Linked DNA regions of Sus scrofa: region 1 is linked to region 2. The links are chromatin contacts, called in public Hi-C maps. All regions are on one chromosome and are shown on one strand. The core of a region is the stretch at or near the end of the contact, and the rest is flanking DNA. Distances in the headings are between cores, read along the strand shown. Region 1 has its middle 69 kb from the start of DYNC1I1. Region 2 overlaps ASB4 (ankyrin repeat and SOCS box protein 4).

The links. Hi-C and Micro-C count contacts between places; a contact is called where the count stands out from the background.
Region 1: a contact with region 2 is called in a Hi-C map of omental adipose tissue, with 4 times the contacts expected there. The contact joins two enhancer-like sites. A contact is called at or near these places in 1 of 5 promoter capture datasets (liver), 23 of 47 Hi-C or Micro-C datasets (adipose tissue, alveolar macrophages, brain and 12 more) and 1 of 2 datasets of contacts at active chromatin or transcription factors (skeletal muscle).

What each region holds. Positions count from the first base shown.
Region 1 is chr9:75,342,552-75,348,783 of Sscrofa11.1, forward strand. No RefSeq gene overlaps it. Among named protein-coding and RNA genes, the nearest start is that of DYNC1I1, 69 kb to the right of the region's middle. Within about 2 kb of position 2,585, at least 7 of the 83 cell types and tissues checked have an H3K27ac peak or open chromatin away from gene starts, as enhancers often do. A contact at or near this core is called in omental adipose tissue, where this site is marked.
Region 2 is chr9:75,174,780-75,180,844 of Sscrofa11.1, forward strand. All of the region lies in intron 2 of ASB4 (ankyrin repeat and SOCS box protein 4), which reads left to right. Among named protein-coding and RNA genes, the nearest start is that of ASB4, 67 kb to the left of the region's middle. Within about 2 kb of position 3,087, at least 1 of the 83 cell types and tissues checked has an H3K27ac peak or open chromatin away from gene starts, as enhancers often do. A contact at or near this core is called in omental adipose tissue, where this site is marked.

The sequences.
Region 1 (6,232 bases), core at 1,335-3,834, 170 kb after region 2:
ATTTCTTTTTTACTGAATATCCTTTTATTCTTTTTGTTTTGGAGTCATATATTACTTATCCAAAAATTCAATAACTTCATTTTAAAGAAAATAATTGCATCATAACTAATTCATCAGAACAAGAATATGTGTGGAGATTCTGGCACTAAACTGTTGATGCCATATAATGACTTATCAGGCTTCTTCCACCTTCTAGAATTTCTGGTTGTTTACAGTTCTGAAAGATCAGAGCTGCAGTGCTCAAAAGAAACAGTCCTTGATTATGGTGGCCCCTACAGGACAAGTGGAGAATTTTTTGTTACTTTATTCCCACTTTAAAGGTAGAAGAGTTTAGAATATATGGATTAGGACTGTGACCAATGGTTTCCCTTTGCTGTAGTTAGAAATAAAAGTTTTGCTGCTAATTACTGATGTAAGCACTGTAGACAAAGCCATTTCATAGGGAGCAGACTGAGAGGGCAGTGCGCTGAAGAGGGAAATGTACCTGGATTCTGACACTCTCCCTGTCACTCATAGCAAAAGTCCTTACCCTCTTCAAGCCATAGTTTCCTCACTTGTAAAATGTAAATATTACCATCCTTATAAATCTGTTGCTTTTTATTTTTTATTTTTCATTTATTTATTTTATTTTGCTAGTTAGGGCTGCACCTATGGCATATGGAAATTCCCAGGCTAGGGATCAAATTGGAGATACAGCTGCCAGCCTACACCACCATCACAGCAACATGTGATCCGAGTCACGTCTGCAGCCTACACCACAGCTCACAGCAATGCCGGATCCCTGACCCACTGAACAAGGCCAGGGATCAAACCCTCATCCTCATGGATACTAGTCGGGTGCATTTTTAATGCACCACAAAGGGAACTCCCTTGTGTTGCTTTTTAAAGCTTACAGCTATTATAGGATAGTGATGTCCAAGCCCTAAAACAACCTCAGCACTCGCAAACTCACTCCAGTGGAACTGAGCACAGTCTAACAAAGACCACCTCAAACAAAGAAGAACTTTCTAGAGAAAAGAACTTGGAGCTAAACTTGAAGCTGTAAGGTTATAAGTCTGAAACTACCAGGGGTCACCACATGAAAGAAGCCTGTTTAAGATGGAGAGAAGTTAGGGCAGAGAGCGAGAGAGATCTTGGAATCTAAGAATATCCATGTTCGTTTATATGAATAACAAATTTCTTTTACTTCAGTGACTATGATTTCTAAACCTCACAAGTGAAAAAAATCTTGATTAAATGCACTGGGTCTTCAGTAAATAAAAAGATCCTTAATCCCACTTAAAATATGGGAAATACAACCACAAAGACATATCATTTTTTACCTATCAGATTTGCAAAGGTCTGATATCTTGGTAACTCACTTTAAATGACCAATTTATGGAGAATAGGAATTGTCCTACTTCGTTGGTGAGTGTTATAGTGATATGGTCCATGTGGTAGCTAATTTGGGAATGTTTATAAAAATTACAAATGCATTTACTTTTTAGCTTGCACTTCTGTAATTTATTCTACAGGTATACTTGTACATATAAAATGAAGGAATATTTATTCATTGTAGCATCAGTGTAATAGGAAAACATCAATGTAAATATCCAGCAATAGGATCTGGATAAATAAAAAATATGGTACAGCCATACAGTGGAATATATCAAGCTGTAAAAAAAGAATGAAGGATTTCTTTGGGGGTTAATATGAATATATATCTTCAACATATGTTAAGAGAAAAATTTTAAGTGCACATATTTGTGTAATATATCTGTATAAATGGGGAGAAAGGAAAGATCTTTTCATATTTGCTTGAACATGTATGAATGTCTCAGGAAAGATAGAAAAAATAACAAGAGGAATAGTTATCTATGGGGAAGGGGCAGTATAAAACAGGATTTAGGGCAGGATATATTGGGAGGAAGATTTTTTTATTGTATACCTTTTATTTTACTGTATTTAAATTTTTTGGAACTACATAGACTCTTCACAAATATTTTCAAATGCAGATTTTTTTTAGAAAGATACAACAACAGCTTAACAGAGTTCCAGAATTCTAAATTATATGTGAGATGCCAACGCAAAATGTCAGTCGCATAAACTGAAAGAGAAGGTTTTCTTCCATCTTCTAGAATTTCAGCTTTAAAGAAATCGGTGCTAATGGCAGAAAAGAGATAGCCCTGGTAATGGTGGCACCTACAGGACACATCCAGAATGTTTCATTTGTTTTTCTTTTTTTCATTCTGAGAGTCAGTGGTTGAGCATGGGTTGTGCTGGTAATTGATTTTCCATTGCAGTTCCTGAACAAAAGCATTTTGCTAATCCTTGTATACTTATTGTCAGATACACCTGTATACAAATACTGTCCTTAGCATGTACTGTCTGTGTAGCTTTAGGCAAAGGCACTTAACAACTTTTTAAAGCCATGGTTTCTTCACTCATAAAATGTGGATGATACCAATCTTGTCATACTGTTCCTTACTAATATTTTAAGTGAACTGTGTCACCTAAGAAATATTAATGCTGCTCCCCAAATGGCCTGTGGTTGCTCAACCCCTTAGGCAACCCCGGGCCTCTGAACCTACATCAACAAGAGGTTAGATGCTAAATAAATGCAGCCTACCCACAGATGAGGCTATGAGGCTACAGTCCTGGAGCCTCCCTGGCCAGCAAAGGAAGACAGACTGGAGAAAGGAAGATAGAGAGAGGGAAAGAGAAAGCAATTGAGGGCATCGTTTGTACCCTTGTATCTCAGCATACTGGAGGCTCTAGATTTATCCCTGACTTTTCAGTTGTAAAGACAATAAATCTCTTTTTGTAAAGGCAGATTAAAGGGTTTTTGCTTTTATTTTGCTTGTAATTGAAAGAACCCTAATCATTTCTAATGCTGCCTATTAAAAGTTGTTCAATGTCATTCATAAAAGTATGAATTTAAAATAAGTTTTTCCATCTATTATATTGCATTTTCCATCCATTATATTGATGAAAAATAAAATCGATCACACACTATGTTGGCCAAACTATGAGGAAATACTTTATTTTACTAGTGAGCATGTGAGTTTAATAATCTCTAAAGAAAGTAAAAGGCGTATTCATTAAACTGCAAATACATGTGTCACCCAGTAATTGCTCTCATGTGTAATTTGTCCCGCAGATACATATCCTCACATGCAAAATGAGGCATGGACAGGGTTATTCACACAGCATTGTTTGGAAGTGCAAACAATAGAAATCAAACTAAATGCCTGTCACTGGAGAATCAGTTTCATTCACATGGTGGAGGACTTTAAATCTCTTAAAAGGAAAAAATTTCTTTAGGAACTGGTAATGGCAAGCTATCTGTATAATTATTTAGAAGAAAAAGAAAAAAGGAACAGAAGAATGTGAATAACTGGCATTAAAAGGGGATGGGGAAAGGAATCTATGTTCATAATTAGTTGCATATGGATTAAAATCTCTGGAAGAATAGACAAAGAATACCATCATAAAGGCTCTTTAGAGGAAATTGGTGGATTAAAGACAGATTTAGAGGAAGATTTTTTTCAAATAAGATTTTTTGGGGTACATTTTAATTATTGAAACCTATAAGTGTATATAACCTATTCAAAAATGAAGTAAATAAAATTTCAGAAGAAAATAACCCTAACTTATGTGTTGGAGCTTTAGAAATCTAAACTCACAAATAGGAATCCTTAGGCTGAATTGTCTGTAGCCTGAACTCCATCTTCTAGAATTTCTGATCCTTTCTAGCCTTGAAAGATCAGGTTGCAGGGCTGGAAAGAAATATCCTGTGGTTAGCAGCGCCACCTACTGGAAAAAGAGAATATATCCACTGTGTGTGTGTGTGTGTGTGTGTGCGCGCGCGCGCGCGCGCGTGCGTGTGTGTGCGTGCGCGCGCGTGTGCGTGCGCGCGCTTTCTGGGAGAGGGGGAATGAGTGGGAAGGAGCATCAGAGTTTAGCAGGGCATAGGAGAGGAGTGGTGATTTTTCCCATTGGAGTTGCTAGTTTCTATGAACATAATTTCTCACATAAGCATAGGCCTTAGAGCTGGTTACAGATAGTGGCTTTGTCACTCACTTTTTGTTCCTCCTCAGTTGTATGGCTGTAGGTAAAGACACGTAACATTTGAGCCATAGTATCTACTCTTGTAAAATAAGAAATATGCTATCTGTATTGCAGGTTAATGGTGTTGCAGGTTAATGCCTCACAGTGTTTGTTTGGTTGACTGGTTGAGTTGGTTTGGTTTCTTTTCCATACTATGTGGAAGTTTCCAGGCCAGGGATCAAACCTGTGCCACAGCAGTAGCCCGAGGTGCTGCAGTGACGATGCCAGATCCTTAACCTGCTGTGCTACAAGAGAACTCCCTCACAGAGTTTTAAGAGACTTTTTCTTGCTAGAAAAACTCAAAATCTGTCAAAGAATAGCCTGTGATTATATCCTATGGCAATCCTAAACACCTGAAATCCATTCCTACAGGAAGAGAGTTGCTTATGAAATGAAACCCACAGAAGGAGCCTTCTTTCCATAGTCTCCAACTCAGAGGGGATATGAAAATATGGGACAAAGATGATGATTCCAGAGAACTGACCAGAGCAGCCAGGTTGGCTAGGGAGCTCACATTTCCTCCAGGTCAGGGACTCCTTGCTCTTCCTGCCCTGGGCAGACTGCACCGAGACTACTTTATGCCGTTTCCTGTTCGCCTCCTTACTAAAGGGACGTTTTGCTGTGCTTGCCCTGTTCTTTTTCTGTCCTTTCATGTGTGCGTTATGGTTACCCCGGAACCATAGGTTGCTGGGCCTGGAGACATGACCAATAAGACTGCACGTTACTCAGAAATCTTGAACTTGGAGCAATAACCACACCAGTCAGTGTGGTCAACCTTTGAGAAGGGAGTGAGTACAGTTTCACAATATATAACTACGGCTTCGTCACAACTATGGCATGAGTGCTTTTTAAGATGTATGTGAATAGAAGGGTATGTAGATGTTGAGCTGCTAAGGAGATGAATTACAGCGCAGATCTCCACTGTTCACCAGCCAGTGCTTATCTATCCTTCTTCACATGATACCACTTTGAGCTTTTGCTGGACAGGCAGAATCCCACCTCTCACTCAATCCATTTAGTTTGGGCAGATTTGAGCTCTATCACATGACTCAGGCCTGGCCAGTCAGAGCACTGCATCCCCTGTCTAGTGCAGGTCTGTGAGCATTGGGCAATCAGAGTCTGTCTGAGAAGAGGGTCAAGACTGGAGGAAACTGGAGTTGGAGAGGGGGAGGGAAAGCAAGCAAATGAACGAGTAAGACAGAGAGAGAGTGAGAGAGAGAAATCACAGGCCTTGGTGATATTTAAATCTTTGGATTAAGGCCGACAGTAAATTCTGCATCTACCTCCAAACTTGTCAGTCATGAGAAAATAAACATCTTCTTGATGAGGCTATGGAGTTGGGTTTTCTATCACTTGCTGTTGAAAGGATTCTAACTCACTTAAATGGCTCTTAAATCAAAAGAAGCTGAAATGCACTTATAATAAAAGAAATAAAAAATAAAACTGAGATACCATTTTTTTTCCCATTCAGATTGATTGGCAAAAATCCAAAACATACTGTGTTGGCCAAGCTGTAGGGAAATAAACAATTTCATACATGGCTGGCAGGCGTATAAGCTGGTACAAGCCCTGTGGAGAGCAATTTGGAAATGTCAATAAACATTGCAAATGCATGAATCCTCAAACACTTTCAGATATATTCGCACACCTGCAAAATGAACTATATGCAAAGCTACTTATTTTAGCATTATTTTTATTGGCACAAAATCAACCTACATATTCATCACTAAAGACCTGAGTGCATAAACTTAGGTGTATCCATACAATTAGAATACTCTGAAGCTAGAAAAGAAAAAAAAAATTTATGTACTGATATGAAAGATTTCCAAGATAGTGTTAATGGAATAATCAAGATCAAGAAAAAAAATGTTATGGTGTTCTACCATACAAAATAAGAGAAGGTGATTTTTAAACATTTTTTCTTTTATGTAAATAAAACATACTCAACTAGTAACTGGTAACTTTTGGTGTGGACATAATGAGAGAAATTTTTTCCACTATATTCTTTTTGGAGCCATTATAAATATATTACCTGTTCAAAAATTAAATGAATTGAAAATGTAAAAGGTCCTAACTAGAATCTAGGAGTTACATTCAAAACAATAAAAAACAGGTTATGGATACTGGCACTGAACTGCATAAA
Region 2 (6,065 bases), core at 1,837-4,336:
AAAAAAAAAGTCAAAAATCATATGATCATCTCAATAGATGCAGAAAAAGCATTTGACAAAGTTCAACATCCATTCATGATCAAGACCCTCACCAAAGTGGGTATAGAGGGAACATTCCTGAATATAATCAAAGCCATTTATGATAAACCCACAGCAAATATAATCCTCAATGGGGAAAAACTGAAAGCCTTCTCACTCAAATCTGGAACAAGACAGGGATGCCCACTCTCACCACTGCTCTTCAACATAGTTTTGGAAGTCTTAGCCACAGCAATTAGACAAACAAAAGAAATCAAAGGCATCCATATAGGAAGAGAAGAGATCAAACTGTCACTGTATGCAGATGACATGATTCTATACCTAGAAAACCCTAAGGACTCAACCCCAAAACTCCTTGAACTGATTAATAAATTCAGCAAAGTGGCAGGATATAAGATTAACATTCAGAAGTCAGTTGCATTTCTGTATACCAGCAATGAAGCATTAGAAAAGGAATACAAAAATACGATACCTTTTAAAATTGTACCTCACAAAATCAAATACCTCGGAATACACCTAACCAAAGAGGTAAAGGACCTATATGCCGAGAACTATAAAACCTTAATCAAAGAAATCAAAGAAGATGTAAAAAAATGGAAAGATATTCCATGTTCCTGGATTGGAAAAATCAATATTGTGAAAATGGCCATCCTACCCAAAGCAATCTACAGATTCAATGCCATCCCTATCAAATTACCCATGACATTTTTCACAGAACTAGAACAAACAATCCAAACATTTATATGGAACAACAAAAGACCCAGAATCGCCAAAGCAATCCTGAGAAACAAAAACCAAGCAGGAGGCATAACTCTCCCAGACTTCAAGAAATACTACAAAGCCACAGTCATCAAAACAGTGTGGTACTGGTATCAAAACAGACAGACAGACCAATGGAACAGAATAGAGAATCTGGAAATTAACCCTGACACCTATGGTCAATTAATCTTTGACAAGGGAGGCAAGAACATCAAATGGGAAAAGGAAAGTCTATTCAGCAAGCATTGCTGGGAAACCTGGACAGCTGTATGCAAAGCAATGAAACTAGAACACACCCTCACACCATGCACAAAAATAAACTCCAAATGGCTGAAAGACTTAAATATACGACAGGACACCATCAAACTCCTAGAAGAAAACATAGGCAAAACACTCTCTGACATCAACATCATGAATATTTTCTCAGGTCAGTCTCCCAAAGCAATAGAAACTAGAGCAAAAATAAACCCATGGGACCTCATCAAACTGAAAAGCTTTTGCACAGCAAAGGAAACCCAAAAGAAAACAAAAAGACAACTTACAGAATGGGAGAAAATAGTTTCAAATGATGCAACTGACAAGGGCTTAATCTCTAGAATATACAAGCAACTTATACAACTCAACAGCAAAAAAACCAATCAATCAATGGAAAAATGGGCAAAAGACCTGAATAGACATTTCTCCAAGGAAGATATACAGATGGCCAACAAACACATGAAAAAATGCTCAACATCGCTGATTATAAGAGAAATGCAAATCAAAACTACCATGAGATACCACCTCACACCAGTCAGAATGGCCATCATTAATAAATCCACAAATAACAAGTGCTGGAGGGGCTGTGGAGAAAAGGGAACCCTCCTGCACTGTTGGTGGGAATGTAAACTGGTACAGCCACTATGGAGAACAGTTTGGAGATACCTTAGAAATCTATACATAGAACTTCCATATGACCCTGCAATCCCACTCTTGGGCATCTATCCGGACAAAGCTCTACTTAAAAGAGACACATGCACCCGCATGTTCATTGCAGCACTATTCACAATAGCCAGGACATGGAAACAATCCAAATGTCCATCGACAGAGGATTGGATTCGGAAGATGTGGTATATATACACGATGGAATACTACTCAGCCATAAAAAAGGATGACATCATGCCATTTGCAGCAACATGGATGGAACTAGAGAATCTCATACTGAGTGAAATGAGCCAGAAAGACAAAGACAAATACCATATGACATCACTTATAACTGGAATCTAATATCCAGCACAAATGAACATCTCCTCAGAAAAGAAAATCAATCATGGACTTGGAGAAGAGACTTGTGGTTGCCTGATGGGAGGGGGAGGGAGTGGGAGGGATCGGGAGCTTGGGCTTATCAGTCACAAGGTAGAATAGATTTACAAGGAGATCCCGCTGAATAGCATTGAGAGCTATGTCTAGATACTCATGTTGCAACAGAAGAAATGGTGGGGGAAAAACTGTAATTGTAATGTATACATGTAAGGATAACCTGACCCCCTTGCTGTACAGTGGGAAAATAAAATTTAATAAAAAAAAAAAAAAAAAAAAAAAAAAAAAAAAAAATTCTAATAAATTAATTCATATAAAAAAGAGACCATTTTTTACTTTCAAAATAGCAAAAAAAATTTAGAAATAGGTAACTACATACTGGTGAGTATTTGAAATAGCACACATGCATCAGTAAGAACTTTCCTCAGTTATTCATAAAGACTCTTAAAATAGCTTAGCTATTTCAGCTTAATGACTCTATTTTGGGAGAATTTATGCTAAGGAAATAATTCTAAAATTTACATACAAGTTTATCAATTGTAGCATTAGTTATAAGATCAAAATTTAGGAATAAAATCCTCACATCTACCACTAGAGTCAACTCACGCTATGGAATAGTATGTAGTTATTTTAAAATGATATTTATAAGGATAGTATAACAATGTGGAAATGCTTTACAACAGTCAACAAAAGGCAATGTTTGTTTAATAAAATATTAAAGTATTCTAATCTAATTGTTAATTAGAGACACAAACATTCAAACAGAATGAGGTCTCAATATGCACCCACCAGATTGGCTAAAATTAAATAGAATGAAAATACCAAATGTTGATGAGAACTCTGGCACATGGCTTAAGGAATTATAAACTGGTACACCACCAGTTTGACACCTTCTAATGAAGAAAAAGCTAAATACAGCCAATGACCCAGTAATTCCACTCACAGATATAGAACCCAGCAGACCTGCCCATGATCACTGGGTACAAGAAGGTACAAGAATATTCATGGTAGCAGTGTTTGGATCAGCCTGAGACTGGAAATGTCCATCACTAGTAGGATTACTTATGCTGTAAGACAGAACACAGTAAAATGAACAAACAAGAGCTTAACATGGCAACATCGATTACTTTCACAGACATAGTGTTGACTGAAAGAAGCAAGTCATGAAAGAATATGTGTTGGTTATTCCATTTATATAAAGTACAAAAACAAATGAAACAAACCTATCTTGTTTAGAGGTATATATAAAGGTGGCAAAATTATAAAGAAACTCAAGGATGTGATAATCATAATAGTCGGGATAATGGTTACTTCAGGCAGGATGGAGGAGTTGTGAGGGAGAAGGATACATAGGAAAGTGGAGGACTTTTCTGCATCTGGGAGGGTTTGAGTTCCTGACCTACGATGTGAATACATGGAGATGTCTTTACAATCTTTTTTTAAACCGCTCATATGTATTTTTATACATTAGGTAATGCATGTTCTATATTATGGGTTGAATTGTATCCCCTCCCTTCCCCCCAAAAGAGGATATGTTGAAGTCCTAACCCCCAATACCTTGTTTGTATATAGGGTTATTGCAGACGTAATTAGTTAAGATGAATAGAGCAGGATGGTCCCCTATTGCAGTATGACTGGTGTCCTTATAAGGAGATAGCCATGGAGTTCCTGTTGTGGCTCATCAGTAATGAACCCGACTATCATCCATGAGGACGTGGGTCCAATCCCTGGCCTTGCTCAGTGGATTAAGAATCTGGCATTGCTGTGACCTGTAGTATAGGTCATAGATGTGGCTTGGATCCTGCATTGCAGTGGCTGAGAGCTGCAGCTCCCATTTGACCCCTAGCCTGGGAACTTTCATATGTGTGGGTGTAGCCCTAAAAAGACCAAAAAAAAAAAAAAAAAAAAATTAGCCACGAGAAGACACAGAGGCACAGAGAGAACACTGCATCAAGATAGAGGTAGTCCTTGGAGTTACACATCTGCAAGCCAAGGACCACCAAAGATTGCTGGCCATTGCCAGGAGCTAGGAGACAGGCTTGAGACAGATTCTCCCTTAACACCCTCAGATGGAGCCACTCTTGTCAACAGCTTCATTTCACTTCCAGTTTCTAGAACTGTGAATAAATTTCTGTGTTTAGTCACCTAGTTCATCATACTTTGTTATGGCAGCTCTAAGAAACTGAGACATCGTATTTTCATATGAAAAATCTATTTTTTTAAGTTCTCAAGAATTTATGCTTATGATCTCTAATTTCCTGAATAAATTACAAAATATAAAATAAAAAGGTAGTCAAATTATCCTACTTTATATAGTCCCTGGAAAAGTTACACTAAAGTCACAATTCAAGTATTAAAAATAAGGATCTTCTATTCAGAAAAGGAAACTATGCAGTATATCTAGTTGTAGCAAGAGGTCAAGGATCAGTTGTAAATGTCCAAGTACATTAAAAAATAAAGGATGTAGTTTGTTCCAAGTTGGCCTATAAAATTTTTATCCTGATCCTTCGATTCCCTTTCTTACTGGAAATTCTCCAGTGTCTGAAGTGACCCTGATTTTGGCTTCTGGGAAGACATTCTTATTCATTCCATTTCACTTGAGAGCAAAGAAGGGCCTACCTGAAAGGAGATCTGACCCAGAACTTCTTCGGGGCAGAATAGTGATGAACACAGATGGTAGATCATCCTGAGGGACAATCTTTGGTTATAATTCTGCTTTCTGAAATTTAGGAGTAGAGAACAGTCTCAGAGTTTACAGAGCAGTGTGCTCTCAGAAACCTTATTAGGGGGTGGATTTCATATAGGACACCAAGCAAGCTTTTAGGAGTATTGCCTTAAATGTGTTCTATATGATCAGAGGGTGCCATAAAAAAGAGCATAAAGGAGCAATGGAGAACAGGTTTTTTTTTAAATAACAAAATGTCACATGATTTCTCTATTACTTCTAAGTGTTAAAATATCAAAAAAAGTGATGTTCAGGAAAAAAAAATTTAGAAAAAATAATGAGGTAGAATAGCACCATGGTGAGATATTTCAAAGCCAAGTTCTGTGCTTTCCAACCTCTGTTCTGCTGCTTCCGGGCTTGATGTAGTTATTACTCTAGGTATAAATTTCTTCATCTGTAAAATTAAGACAATTGTGCCTACTGCAAAGGGTTGCTGGGAAGATTCCATAAGGCAATACATGAAAAGCCTTTAGCTCAGAATGTTGTGCATGTTAAGTGCGTAATAAATAGTTGTTGCATCACCATCATCATCATCAGAGTTCTTTCCAGATTTATTCTTGAAGTAGCTGTATAAATTTTCAGTAGAGTTGATTATAGAGTTGGCCTCATAGGGTCGTGTGGCTCACCCCAATTAAATTAGGCTGAGAAGGAAGATTTCATCTTCTCACATTGACCACTCTGGTACTTAACTTCTCTATCAGGAAAATAAAATTCACTTCAGTATCCTGGTTTGTGAGATAAAGGGGCTGGATTAAATAATTTCTAGGGAGATTTCCAAGCCCTTAATTTATATTTCTAAACAGCTATTATCAATCATAAATCAAACATGTTACATACAGTCTTTAATCATTGTCTTTCCTTCAATGGGTATTTATGTTTTACTGGTTTCTACCCCTTGCATTTCGAAATATGACCTTTAATCTAGTTTGGTGGTCAATGTGTTTTGTGTTTTTTGGTTTTGCCCCAGTTGTGTTCCAAGGTAGCCTCATGGATTTAGCCAGCTTAATATTATCAGTTTTCAGTCTGATGGCTGAACAGTTTCTATACCACTAACGTTCCCTTGGACCAAACGTGTCGGTTTAGCTGCTTTTAAAGAAAAGAAAAACATGATTTTGAAGAACTCTCATCAAGATTGATCACTTTTAAGGCCAGGTGTATGAGCCTCAAAGATTGTGATATAACCTTTATTTTTAATTGTATTTGCTATTGTGTTGATAAAAGCTGTTTGGTTATTGGAATCACTTTG